Linked DNA regions of Zea mays: regions 1 and 2 are each linked to region 3. The links are chromatin contacts, called in public Hi-C maps. All regions are on one chromosome and are shown on one strand. The core of a region is the stretch at or near the end of the contact, and the rest is flanking DNA. Distances in the headings are between cores, read along the strand shown. Region 1 holds the start of LOC103651104 (protein MICRORCHIDIA 6). Region 2 holds the start of LOC112552145. Region 3 holds the start of LOC103651107 (disease resistance protein RPS2).

Region 1 (4,415 bases), core at 1,558-4,057, 140 kb after region 3:
TCACTCGTGTTGTCGATGTCGCTGCTGTCAACCCCTCCCTATGTGTCGTCGCCATCGTCGATCCCTCTCCTCTTCGTGATCGTAGCGTTAGCACGAACTATATGTTAGAACAGAGAAAATTCACATAAGACGAAGAAATATCCAGAAAACAAAATCGCAACAATATCATACCCCCATCACCTCCCTCCAAATCTAGGTGCACAAAATTTTTGATGTACAAATTGATTGATCAAACTTGGCCAAAATTTAGAAGATAAAAGAGAAATATAACTGCTTCTACCATTAACTACCAACTAAAACTACCAAAAAAATTTGAGCTTGCCAAATTTCAACAGGGTTAAATTGTCACAAACCAAATAAGCCGCTCATTATTTCTCTACACTATTTAGTCCTCTAGATTAGATTGGGATAAAAAATTCGACCTGCGGAGGTAAGAGAGCTCCCAGGCATTATATTAAAAAAAATACCCTCTCACGCATGTCGAGAAAACCCATAAACCCCTGTCCCAATCGTACACAACAGCATTGTAGCCCAGGTGAGAATACAACCGCGAGCGAAATCAAGCCTTAGACTTGTGCTTTGGCATGGGACAGACGAGGGACTTTTTTAACCACAACCTGAAATTCACTCTGATGGGGAGTCAAACTCAGGACCCGAGGAGTGCTACTCAGACCACCTAACCAACTCGGCTAGAGACCCTTCCACATTAGATTGGGATACACGACCAATATCCTTCTCGTTCCTCTACTCCTCTCCCAACATCTCTGTTTCTATTACCAAATTTTTCGGTACATATTTTCTCCTATCACCTAATTTATAACCGCCACTCAGAGCTAATTTACCCCTTCATTTGGTGGAACTATTTTGGCCTCTAGATTAGATTAAGATTTTTTTTCTCGAGCACGCAGAAGATATATGTATCATTATTTAAGAAGAAAAATGACTAAAATGGACCAGAACATGGTACAAAGATATATAAATGAGTCCATTAAAAACTCCTAAGAAATTACCAAAAGCCTACAACCCTAGAATTAAGGGTGTTAGGAGAGAGACACGCTTGGCCCCTGCCATCTCCCACGACTCTCTTCTTCCTCAGCCCTTCTAATGACGGCCTCTAAATTTGGGGTGTTATTCCCAAAGACTCAACTATTTCTATGGTTCCAAAGGGTCCAAAATCCAAGGAAGATTAAGGTATTAAGTCCCTTTTCAGCAATACCTTACACCTAGAGGTTGATGAAATTCCTCGCAAATACACATCCAATTAACAGATGGTCTATGGACCCATGTTCTTGATCAAAGCGAACATCGTTCCAGGTGTTCAAGCCATTGTTTTTGTAACTGGTCAGATAACCACATAAAAAACTTACAGTTCGATGGAGCCATGAGTGCCAAAGTCTCACACAAAGTTCAAACTGGACTAATCTAATGAAAATGCTTTCATAAGTAGCTTTAGCTTAGTGTTTGCCATCAGTTGCAAATCTGAGAATGTGTTTGTCCTCCCCTTCTTGGTGCAGCTCGATCGTGCATCGTGCATAAGACATATTATGCACGATCGAGTTGTAGCTCGACAGTACCTCATGATGACAATACCTCACGATAGGATGAAAAAATGGCAGTGTGCTGCTAGGGGTGGTAATGGATCGCGATCCAAATGGTTATTCACAAAATGGTAGGGCCCTAAATAAATTCTAGTTCAAAATGAATGGAAATAGGGTCCGATCCTTGAATTTTATAGTATAAAATTTAGAGCTCATTGTCACCCTTATGTGCTGCAGTTCGAGGAGAGAAACAAGCCAAAAGTCCGACAATTATTATTATTTACTTTAGATTTAGATGCCATCTTTCATGAATAATTAGATCATAATTTATCAATTAGCTCAGATGACGAATGGACTAGACTATCTTCAATCATATCCTCTATATGCCTTCTTTATAGTCTTATTAAAAAGATTATCTCCTTTATATCTCATTCTTCTTCTTCTTTATACTTACCAAAAACCGTATATAGAAATCGTAGCAATACACGAGCAATAAGAGGACAAAGAAAAACAAATATGAAGAAGGCACAGGTAAACCATATCTTTCAAGAACAAGAGAAAATAACAGCAAACACGCTCTAAAAGACAAAGGAAACTGAAAGGGGAGTCAGGACGCTGCATCGAGCCTGTTCTTCATACACTCTAAAAGAAAAAGGAAAAAATATTACCTCTAGAATGCAGTTCAATCTTTTTTTCCCTAGTTGCCTTTCAACTGCAGTGCTGTAGATAAATCGTATAAAAGAAAAGGCTCCAAGACTTTGAATGGTCTTGGTATGAACAGATCGTTTTTCTTCTTGCCTTCCAACTGCAGATCCTACTTTTGATATGGATCACATCAACCAACCCCAAGGCTTTTAAGGGATTTTTATATGACCAATCCTCCGATATGTCAATCGCTTGTGGCAGATGACAAAACAAAACCCTAGCACCGCAAACATGTGCTCCTCTGACGGTGGGCACCATAGAATCCAAGTTGCATATTTATAGGATAGGAAACCGCCCTAGATATTTTCGTGGTAGGAACTAACTCCAGATCTGTTCAAGAATCTGAGGGGATAAGCAGAATCCAAACCTCTGCTTGGAGATGAATCTATAAATAAATAAAATCCGGAAGAAAAGGACCAAACGGGCCTCTCTGCTGCAGCAGTGTGGCCTTATCGGCTGGGCGGCCCACATGCGGCCCTACCGTCCCGACCCAATGCTAACGCTGGGCCCAGCCACCGGCGGCCGGTCACCGCCACGGTTCAGCGCTCCCGCCTGTCCTGGTTGCCGACTCCCGGCGCGCTCCGTTCGAAGGCATCTCTTCGCGCGCCACGCGCCTAGCGCATGCCGAGCCACCGTGATCGTGCCCGACCACGTGTGCTCCACCCGCGCTCACACCCCGCCCTGCGCCCCGTCCAATCTTCTCCCACAGCAACTCGTTCCTTCCCCGCATCCCTTGCCGTACTTCGACGTCCGCACGGTCTCGGCCGCTCGCTGATAAATAAACGCAGTGACCAGTGACGCGCACGGATCAATCACGTAAAGGCGAGACCGCAAGGACACCGAGCTACTTCGAATACGAATACGAGCTCAGCCTGTTCCGAGATGGACGACGAGAGCGAGGCGAGAGCAATGCCGCGGCGGCCCACGCCGCCGTCGCCACCCCCGTGGGAGGCGCTCCACCTCGTCGCGCCGTTCCTCGACGCCGCATCCCTCGCGGCGGCGTCCTGCGTGTCCACCTCGTGGCACACCGCCTTCGCCGCGGACGACCTCTGGGCGCGGCTCTGCGCGCAGCACTTCCCCTCCGCGCTGGGCCTCCTCCCCGACACCGACAGCGACCGGCGGTGCTCCTCCCCACCCCACCGACGCCTGTTCAAGCTGTTCCGCTCCGCGTCCGTCCGCTGCCGCGCGCTCCCGGCCCCGCGCCTCGCCCTCGCGGACGTCTCGTTCGCCGTCGACGTCGTCACGGCCGGCGGCGACAGCACGCTGTCCTTCCTGGTAGCCGCGGACAAGGCCGCCCACGTCGAGAATTCCGCGGGGCTGTTCCTGTTCGGGGTCGACCTGAGCGGTCGGAACGGGGCGATCGGGCCAGGGGAGTGGCGCGTCAGGTGGACGGCGGTGCGGACGGCGGCGCGCCGCGGCGAGGAACCCGCGGCGGTCCTGATGATGGACGCCAAGGTGCCGGCGGCAAGGGCGGCAGGAGCCGTCGCCTTCGGCGGCAGAGGTGAGGCGGGGGTCTCGGCGAGGCTGCCCGCGCCCGGCTGCGGCGGCGCCAAGCTGGACGCGGAGGTGGTGGTAGAGCTGGCTGGGGAGGAGAAGGCCGTCGGGAAGGTGAGGCTCGGAGTGATGTGCGAGTGTCGGTACGTGTGCGCCGACGAGGGGCTCCGGTACCTGCAGCATTTCCTCGTGTGATGTAAAACGCACGTGATTCTTCGATGATCTCGTGCACGCGGTCGAATGAGAACTCCGCTTGAGGGAAGCAGAGTAGTGTAGCTGTGGAGGTAGTGCAATGAACTGAACCCCGAAGTCTCATTTGTTGTTTTCGCCGTTTAATAATGGTTTCATCTTGTAGTTGTTCATATACTTTTTCGGACATCTTTGTGTGTGTGTGATGATTCTCAGATTAAAGCATCTTCAAGAGTTCTCAAAACATTATCCTATTCCTTTCCAATTCTTGGTTTTGTATTCCAGTTCTTGTTTTTTTACAATATCCAAAAAAACATCTCTATCCTGATTCCTGACAGCCCAGTCAATTCTTGTTTGTTTACAATATCCAAAAAAACATCTCTATCTTGATAAGTTCGAACATACTCCGTTGATCATCTTGGTGAGCCTTGTCTTTAATCCATATTGTTTTTACTACTTCTACATTATTTTTGTTTCTATAAAGGCTTT
Region 2 (4,399 bases), core at 1,565-4,064, 160 kb before region 3:
TTCGTTTATGCCTCCACCCTCTTTATTTCCACGTTTGCGCGTTCTCATTGGCTGCACGTGAGGGTGTTGAAGTGTATAAGTGGATTGCCCACCTTCTCCTAACAACTTAAGCTTTTGGGTTAAAACTGTTAGTGTGTCCACTCTAACAACTTTAATAGCACCATGTGACACTAGGCTACCTAAGATACCTAAGAAGGGTATTGAGACAAGCTAGACTAACTCTCCCTATTGTCGCTTTGGCTGGATTGTCTTTCTTGGTCCTCAGATAAGATATAACATCAGTATGGGTTGGAAAAAAAAGGTTTAGGAAAAAAGAGTGTTAAATGTAAAAAGATCGATTGCGCGTTAGATATCTCAATTGACCATGTAACCCCTGTTTTGTAGGGAGCAGGGGCCGTCTTATCCCGTTGGAAAACCACGTGGTACAATTATTATGTTGTTTTTACAGTGTTTTTTTAGATTAGGTCAAAACTAATCGTGGGGGCCTCTTAAAATTGACCTGGGCCCGATTTGAGTGTCAACAGATGTTTGGAGTAACTCAACTTGCAATATTAGGATAGATAGATAAGGGCCCTATCCTACGCGTGTCTACTGAGGTTATACATGCTTAAAAAAAGGTATTGCCCATCTTTTGTTCCAGCTGCGTAACACTTTCCAAACTTTATAGCGCTGCATGTTTCTTGTTGCTGATAAAAAAACTGACACTATTGCTACTTTTTTTGCTGCATCACAACAGGTTAAGCTTACCATCATGATTGAGGACCCTAGAGATATAGAAAGAAAGAGAACACTCGGGATAGAGGATCCTGATGAAATTACTAGGGATGATTTAGCTGACGCTTTGGCTGAGGTACATCACCGTTTCCCTGCAATATGCTACCTGGAGCTTTTCTGACAGTCTCTTGCAAGTGAATATTATTGCTCATTCCGTTTGTGAATATTGTGGGTTGCCTACTGGCATCCTCATCCACTTTTACCGCTGGCATATATTTTATGTATCTAGGTGCAATGTAATGCTCCACTGATATTTAATTAAAAAAGATACCTGCATAGTCTAATGCTGTGGGTATATGATAATGATAATAATGCGGAGGAGAAATCTTAAGTATGTCCTTTCATTGTATCATGCAAGCCATGTTGTCTTTCTTTCCACATATCATTGTGAATGATTGTGCAAAGTCAATAGATAACGTTTTAAGCTATCCCCTATCTATTTCGTCTCCCTATTTTTTCTTAAAACGTCACTAATCATATCAAATTTGTTCCATTATGATCTCCTCTTCCACCCAGAAATATATTTTTTTGAACAAACCAGCAGGAGGCAGTGCCGATTTCATTAATACAGAAGAGTTACAGGCCCCGGGAGGCTAAACAAAACTGAAGAAAGAATTATACAATGACCACACTGAAATATAAAACAGAAAAAAGCAATATGGCTGCTTGTTTTTAACTGGAAATAACAGATTCATATGGAAACAGTATGCATATTCTTACAAAGTTTGTTGTCTTGGTTCTCAACAAAGACATAATGATTCTAGATTTGTGGAGCCCCAATTTAAAAAGAAATAAAATACTGATACATTCTTCACCTTCGTAGTGCTACTGCTAACGTTTGTCACTTCACATGAACAGTACCTGTGTTGGCTGCTAATTGGTCAGATCACATAATGATGAAGATGTAATTTCTTGCAAAAACCTGGACCACTAATGCCGTGTTTGCATATATATTATATAGGTTAACGAAGGAAAGATTCCAGAGAATCGTGTTGCACTTCAGTTGCTTGCCAAGGAGATGGCAGAATGGCCAGACATTGAGGTAACAGTGAAAACTCAATTATTCTCCTTCCGCCCCACTGCATTACCAGCAAGAGTCCACTAGTGTCATTTCCCTGAGTCTAGTATTCTTTCACCCATACTTCATTGTTCCCTTCGTTTTATTTAGTTTTTTTTCCATCTTTCAACAATTTCTTGAGTACCACAGTTGTTTTCTCTCTCTTTAATGAATGTTAAGTTATAACTGAATTTTAACATGGAGTTTCCGTTTTCAAATCCATTGTACAGATAGAAGCTCCAAAAAAGAAGAGCAAACCTGGGAAATCTGTCTATGCAAAAGCCACAGATACTGGCATCGATCCTGAGACAGCTGCTAAAAGACTTAACCTTGACTGGGACTCTGCTGCTGATATAGATGGCGAAGAGGAGGACGATGATGAAACTGAAGTGCCGTCTGCAGTGGTAAGTTTGTCTTTGAAAGTACTCCAGCAAATTTTATACTCATGGCTATTGTGGGTAAAGCAAGCAAAAAGAACAACTTTCAACTAAATGCTCATACCTTAATGTTCTTATACCACTTATTTTAACGTGTTTTTTTTTGTTTTGTTCTGCAGGGATATGGTGCCTTGTATTTGTTGACAGCTTTTCCGGTTATTATTGGGATCTCAGTCGTCCTAATTCTTTTCTACAATTCTCTGCAGTAGCTCCTCCCCTTCTTGAGTGAGAATGTGAGATGTTGCTGCATTCTTGTAAATCTGAGTTACAAGGCTAGTTAATCAGTAACATTTTTTACGCCAGTGTTGCAAAGATATGACAACTTGTATAGATGTCAAATTCCAAATTTTGGAATGTAAGATAGTTTTTTTTAAAAAAATCGTGTGAAATATAACTTCTTGTTGTTTGCCAGTAATCTAAACCAAGGTTTTTTTAAAGAAGAATATATTTGAATAAATAAAGTTTTTGTCAACATTTGATTGACTGGGATTTATTCAAAATCCTAACTTGGTAGGAGCCACGAACAAAGAGTCAATGATATCATGTACTACCTGATAATGTAATACACCATGACCTGCCCATCCAAGGAAACAGCTGATCACAGTTGTGTAGACAGAATCGCAGGCTCGCTGGCCCAACCGCCCATGGCTCCAAGCTTTCGGATACGATCAAGTGAGAAGTCAACCGAACAGCTCACCGACACAGCATGGCCTGGAGACAATGTATGACCACACGACTGCTGCCCTGATGTGCTCTCCACCATTTCGTGAAGCCCATTCCATGTGTTTTTCTTCTCAATTGCACAATGCACGCACAGGTAGAGAGCTCCGGCAAGCTCACTTTTCCTTGTGCCATGAGCCAAGAAGATGCCTCTTCCTTCAAGAGAGAAGCTGAAGCTCGAGTAGCAGACGATGAAGAGGAGGGCCGGCGATTCCGCTCCGGTTCGTCGGTCACCGACCTCTCGAGCAACGCGTCGTCGATTAACTACCGCAAGGCGCGGCAGGGCAAGATCGGCGGGGACGGCTTCTGGTGCGGCGTCCTGTGCATGTACCTGCCGGGCCTGTCCAGGAGGCGGTCGATGCAGCAGCAGCAGTCCATGAGCCTGAGCGAGGCGAACACGGCCGGGCCTGCCGGGGACCGTTCGAGCACGGTGTCGAAGGTGGCCTCCATGGAGAGGTTCAAGTACAGCTCGTCGTCCTCGGGCGCCGCGTTCGAGCGCACGGGCGCGAGCGAGGAAGAAGAGGAGGTGTCGGCGTACTTCGACCTGCCGCTGGAGCTTCTGAGGATCAGCAGCGTTGACACGGAGTCGCCGGTCACGGCGGCGTTCGTCTTCGACGGCAACCGCGGCCGGAGCGCCAAGAAGATCGTGCCTGAGATCCCGGACCTCGATTTTAGCTTCCCCGCGCCGCCGGTTTTCTCGAATCCTTCGTCGCCAAGGTCTTGAAAGTTGAAACTATCAGAGAGGAGGTGCTCAATATCCTGCAACGCGTTGCGCTTTCGGTGTTCCACTTTTTTCTTGCTGCTGATGTCTGGTGTCTGGTGTCTGGGGCACGTAGGTTAAGGTCGTAAAATTGTCTGCTGATTAGGTCAAATTATGCGATTCTATATTCGATCAAGCTAGCACGCTGTGCATTGCACAACTGCCATGGATCCAGACAGGCCCTAAGTGAGGGCATAGTGTGGTTCATGACTTCCCGGCTCGAGTTAGTCGTTGGCATCCAATCTATAGAGTGCATTACATTTAGCCTGGATTTGGATCATTGACTCATTTGGGTGTGCATGCTGCTTTCAGCAACTTGCGGATTTCACCTGTCATACACTCATACTGCTTCTGAGCAAGTACCATTTCTGGTCTAGTGAAACCATTGCCTTCTCATTTAAAAAACACCTTTGCAGATTGCAAGGCTTTTTTTTCCAAGATATGCACGTACAGTATTTGCATAAATTTTGAACGCCGCTCCGCTCACCAACATATAATTTGTGCTACTGCTAACCTCAGTTCTTCTGTACGATCAGTTTAGCTCTTGCATGCCCCGCCTCAATCCTATACTGCTCGCCTACCCCGAAGTGCGCCATCAAGAACCAAACGACCGTGAGCAGCTCGCCGCCGGTGCTCAGCTGCTTGGCATGG
Region 3 (4,162 bases), core at 54-2,553:
TAAATGGCTGGCCGCATTAACCACGCCTAACATCGAGCCACAGCGTGACCACCAGTCCACTTTCCACTCATGACCTAAGGACCCCTCAGGCCGCATAGCACTCATGACCTACAAACCCTCGGACTACTGTGCATTAATGGCTCGCGCGCCCACGGACTGCGACACACTTATGGCCTATCGGACTAGGCCTGAATGCGCATACCTCCCGCAGGGCACTACACGACGGACTGCACAGAGCCCTAGGCTACAGAAGCCAGGTCTCGACATAGCCGGAATGATGCAACTAGGACCATCGCCGCCCCCGCGTCATCCACTACGATAAATACGCGATAGCCAGGCAGCCCTAGGCCCCGCGAGTACACATGGACTTACCCGAGGTAAAACACTAATTTTACCCCTACCTTATGGCTCCTTCCTAGAGGAGTCACCGTTGGCCGATCCTTCTCCCGATCTATAAAAGGGAGAGGGTCGCCTCAGGACGAGAGGACGGAGAGAGGATATCGACTTGGAGACGACCGGAGGCCTTCAGACGGAAACGAGCCCACAAGGATGAATAGGAGGAGGAGCGCCGACGAGGACCAGGAGGCCGGAGCCCCCACTAAATCAAGACTTAGCTAGGACTCCACCTCTCAGCTTCTAAGCTCCACTTCCACCCCAACAAGAGACATGAGAGCCTCCCTCCATCTCTCGATTGCTTATAACCCCTACTACGAGTTTCCTCATCAATGGTGATGGTAGTGCAAGTCACCGATGACTAGATATTGGATGTTCTATCCGAACCAGTATAAATCTTGCGCCCTCCGCGCACACCCTCCAGAGCCCGGAACGCGCAATTGCGCACAATAAATTTACTTGTCGGAGCGAGGTACGAAACACCGATAAGATAACACTGTTTATAGAGTGGAGTTTGAAATAGAAATTATGATAGGTGACGCTAGAGAGCCTTTACAGCCCTCATGTGAGAGCATATCCAATAATACTTCAAACTGCTGCCTCAAATTGAAATATAGAGCTTTACACAGGAAAAACTACTCCAACAACGCCTCATTTTATAAAATTTGGTCAAAAAATTATAAAACACACTCTCAAGTAACTCAAATACACTATATTGTACTGAGCTGTACTATAATATACATTTAAGGCTTTACAGTTGGAACTAGATATTTTGTTGGTGCACTAAATTATATTAAATATATTCATTTTTAAATTGTAGGATATTTTTTATAGGTCACGTCAGTGATCTATACGGATTGGCGAGGCAGGGCAACTCAAAACGGATTTTCTACCACAAACAGGCTTCTCAGCCGCGTGCCAGTGACAGGGTCTCGAATTCTCGATACGATCGTCTTGTCTACCCTACTGGCCTACTACTCAAGTCAAGGTCTCGCCTTCGCAATACTGCGTCCGCCTTTCTCTAGGCGACAGGCGAGCTCCCACGCCTCACCAAATTTTGGCGGGTTTTCGACCTGGACATTGCTCGTTGCCCGCCCTCCTCAGTTCCTGCATCTCTCCCATTCCACAGCTGCCGCCTGCCGGCATATCGCATACCCTAGGGCGCAGGGCCACTGGAAATCGCTGAAGCGCCTCGGTGCGAATGCTCCTCTCCAACATCTTTGAGCCGCACGGGACAGCAGGTGGGTGCTTTCTCGTTTTCTGAATTTTGGTTTCTCATTTGTGCCGTGTTACTTTTATCCCCAAATTAGAGATGCATATCATGCAAAACAGCAAAAGATACTTATCTAAATGGAGAAAAGGGCATACGCCCAAACCAACAAGTTTCTGTAACAAATACTAGTAGTGTGTGTGTGATTCTATTAAACTTGTATATGTCGTCCTATTGTTGACCAGACTAACCCAAGAAATACAACTGGAAAAAAAAACAGGATAAGCAGCATAATGGCGTCCTATTATTCCTCTTGGAGGCAAAGGCAGACAATCCGATTTCCAAGGCTGCAAACTATAAATCACGGTCAGGTGATTTCATTCCAACATATGCTCGGGCTGCTTGTTCGTCCAGATGTTGGAGTAATTGTCATCCAAGGTATTGCTGGCTCTGGAAAGACATGGGCTGCGAAGGCTGCATACCGGGCAGCAAGGACTTCGAATCTCTTTCAAGAGTATGTTTGGGTTCCCTTGTCAATTAACTGTAGCATGAGACAGTGTCTCAATAAGATTGCAGCATCTCTTTCATGTAACAAAGGAGATAACTTGTCTGTAGAAAGAACCAAGGCCATAATCAAGGAATATCTCACAGCACGGAAATTCCTCATTGTTCTTGATAATGTTTATTTTACTGAAGAGGGTATCTTAGAATACCTGGGAGTTCCTCGTCCTCGACAGCAAAGTCTTGGCTCAAAAATATTTGTGACTACACGAACTGTGAGGGGAGAATCAATCATGGAGCCAGATGTAGTTATAATGCCACAACCTCTTACTTATGAAGAGTCATACGACCTGCTGCGTGAAAAGATTGGAAAAGATATCAACTTTGCACATGACTTAATCAGTTGCTGTTTTGGCATGCCGCTCACAGTCATTCTATTGGCTGGGGTTCTGTATGGCTCACCTACACAAGAAGCATTTGATGAGTTGGTCGCAAAAGCGCATGTCACTCTAGAAGCTCAGACATCAGCGTTAAACACCATGAAGCGCCTGGTGAAATTTGGATACCAGCAGCTTCCTAACAATAATGTGCGACGATGCTTGCTGTACTGCCTACTCTTCCCGGAGGATCAAGGAATTTCAGTCAAAAATCTGGCACTGGAAAACAGATGGTCTACTCCAGAAAACTACTGATTTTGATGAGGTTAACCATATTGGCAAGGAAATTCTTGATGTTCTCATAAAGCATGGCATGTTATATTTGGACGTCGATGGTGATTATATACGTCGATGGCATGTTATATTTGGACGTCGATGGCATGTTATATTTGGACGTCGATGTAGATAGGAGGTCGTTCGATTCCATCACCTCCGCCACCTATAGCTTGACTACACGACGGCCTCAGGTATACTCGTTTTTTACACAATATTAATCGATCATATAACTGCTTGATGTGGTTAGTTATTTATTAGTGTATAGTTAGTATTAAGTGTTTAGGCATTATTAGATTAGTAAGTATATAGGTAGTAGTATATAGTTATATGTAAGCAATTATCTATTACTTATTTATTACTTAGTAAGTATTTAGGCATTAGTATATTAGTAGATGGGGATAGTATTTAGTTAGGCATTAGTTGATAGTGTTAGTCAGGTACCATCTTTAATGGTTATTGAGTTATGAATCCGTGTTTGTAATAGATGGACACCCTAGTGACACTATAACGTGGAGGAAGCGTGGAGGAAGATGTTTATAGGAATGTTAGTTTTGATGTAATGAAGAACGTGAATGTGATGTTCGATGAAAGGCCCTCTTTTGGCTAGATTTTCGCAAGAGCTTGTGAGGAGATTAGTTGCAATTTAAACGACCCTGTCAACATATCAATTGAGGGTTTATTGTCCCATGTTGCATCTGGGACAATATTTTGACAGTTGATCTCCATTGGCTCTGAAGATGACTGGTTGAAATATGTCAAAATTGTGATGACGATTGTTCACAAATTTTGACATATGCATCTCCAGTCGGGTTGAAATATGTTTGGATGTGGTCGTTTGAAAGTTATTCTTTGAAGCTCCAGTCGGTTATCTCCACAAATGCCAAATGCATCTCCTTGTGAAGCTCTTTTGCCTAAGCTTCCGGAAGAAGTGATGCTTGTGTCGGATGCTCAATCGGTCCCAAACGAGGTTGAGATCCCTCATCCAGTTCATGGCGTTTGTGGGGCCTCGAATTCGGTGGTACCCCCCAGGACATCCCTTTGACCCAGGATCATCCTAGTAAGTGTCTTTAACACGCTATTCATATGCATCGTTAATTCGTTTGATGAGACTTTAATGTAGTATTTGCTCCTTCGACGCGATGCATGAGTTCGACAACTATATAATGGTGCTTATCTTTCTGTGCCCCTATCATCCAATATGGACCACATATGCAGTGCCTCAAATAGTGTTGATGTTCAGATTGAGGATGAGGAGGAGCTATATGAGGCTGCACGGGTGTAACACCCTGAATTTGGGGGTATAAAATTTCTTTCTTAATACCCACCAAATTCAGGTGTTACCCTC

What was found. Hi-C and Micro-C count contacts between places; a contact is called where the count stands out from the background.
Region 1: a Hi-C map of leaf shows a contact between it and region 3, with 5 times the contacts expected there. The contact joins the promoter of LOC103651104 here to the promoter of LOC103651107 in region 3. A contact is called at or near these places in 2 of 25 Hi-C or Micro-C datasets (ear and leaf).
Region 2: a Hi-C map of tassel shows a contact between it and region 3, with 3 times the contacts expected there. The contact joins the promoter of LOC112552145 here to the promoter of LOC103651107 in region 3. A contact is called at or near these places in 5 of 25 Hi-C or Micro-C datasets (ear, leaf, root tip and 1 more).

What each region holds. Positions count from the first base shown.
Region 1 is chr3:193,290,414-193,294,828 of Zm-B73-REFERENCE-NAM-5.0, reverse strand. It overlaps LOC103651104 (protein MICRORCHIDIA 6), which reads right to left and starts at 2,807. Exons shown (of 18, transcript XM_008676707.4): 1 at 2,207-2,807. LOC100279082 reads left to right here and starts at 3,047. Exons shown (of 1, transcript NM_001152132.2): 1 at 3,047-4,164. The coding sequence starts at 3,126. The coding sequence ends at 3,932.
Region 2 is chr3:193,591,338-193,595,736 of Zm-B73-REFERENCE-NAM-5.0, reverse strand. It overlaps LOC112552145, which reads left to right and starts at 2,814. Exons shown (of 2, transcript NM_001363917.1): 1 at 2,814-2,990; 2 at 3,086-3,880. The coding sequence starts at 2,838. The coding sequence ends at 3,712. It overlaps LOC100275005, which reads left to right. Exons shown (of 6, transcript NM_001149226.1): 3 at 737-850; 4 at 1,736-1,816; 5 at 2,062-2,235; 6 at 2,388-2,647. The coding sequence ends at 2,477. It overlaps LOC100501828, which reads right to left. Exons shown (of 2, transcript NM_001196479.1): 2 at 4,124-4,399. The coding sequence ends at 4,264.
Region 3 is chr3:193,430,001-193,434,162 of Zm-B73-REFERENCE-NAM-5.0, reverse strand. It overlaps LOC103651107 (disease resistance protein RPS2), which reads left to right and starts at 1,303. Exons shown (of 3, transcript XR_004857334.1): 1 at 1,303-1,634; 2 at 1,884-4,162.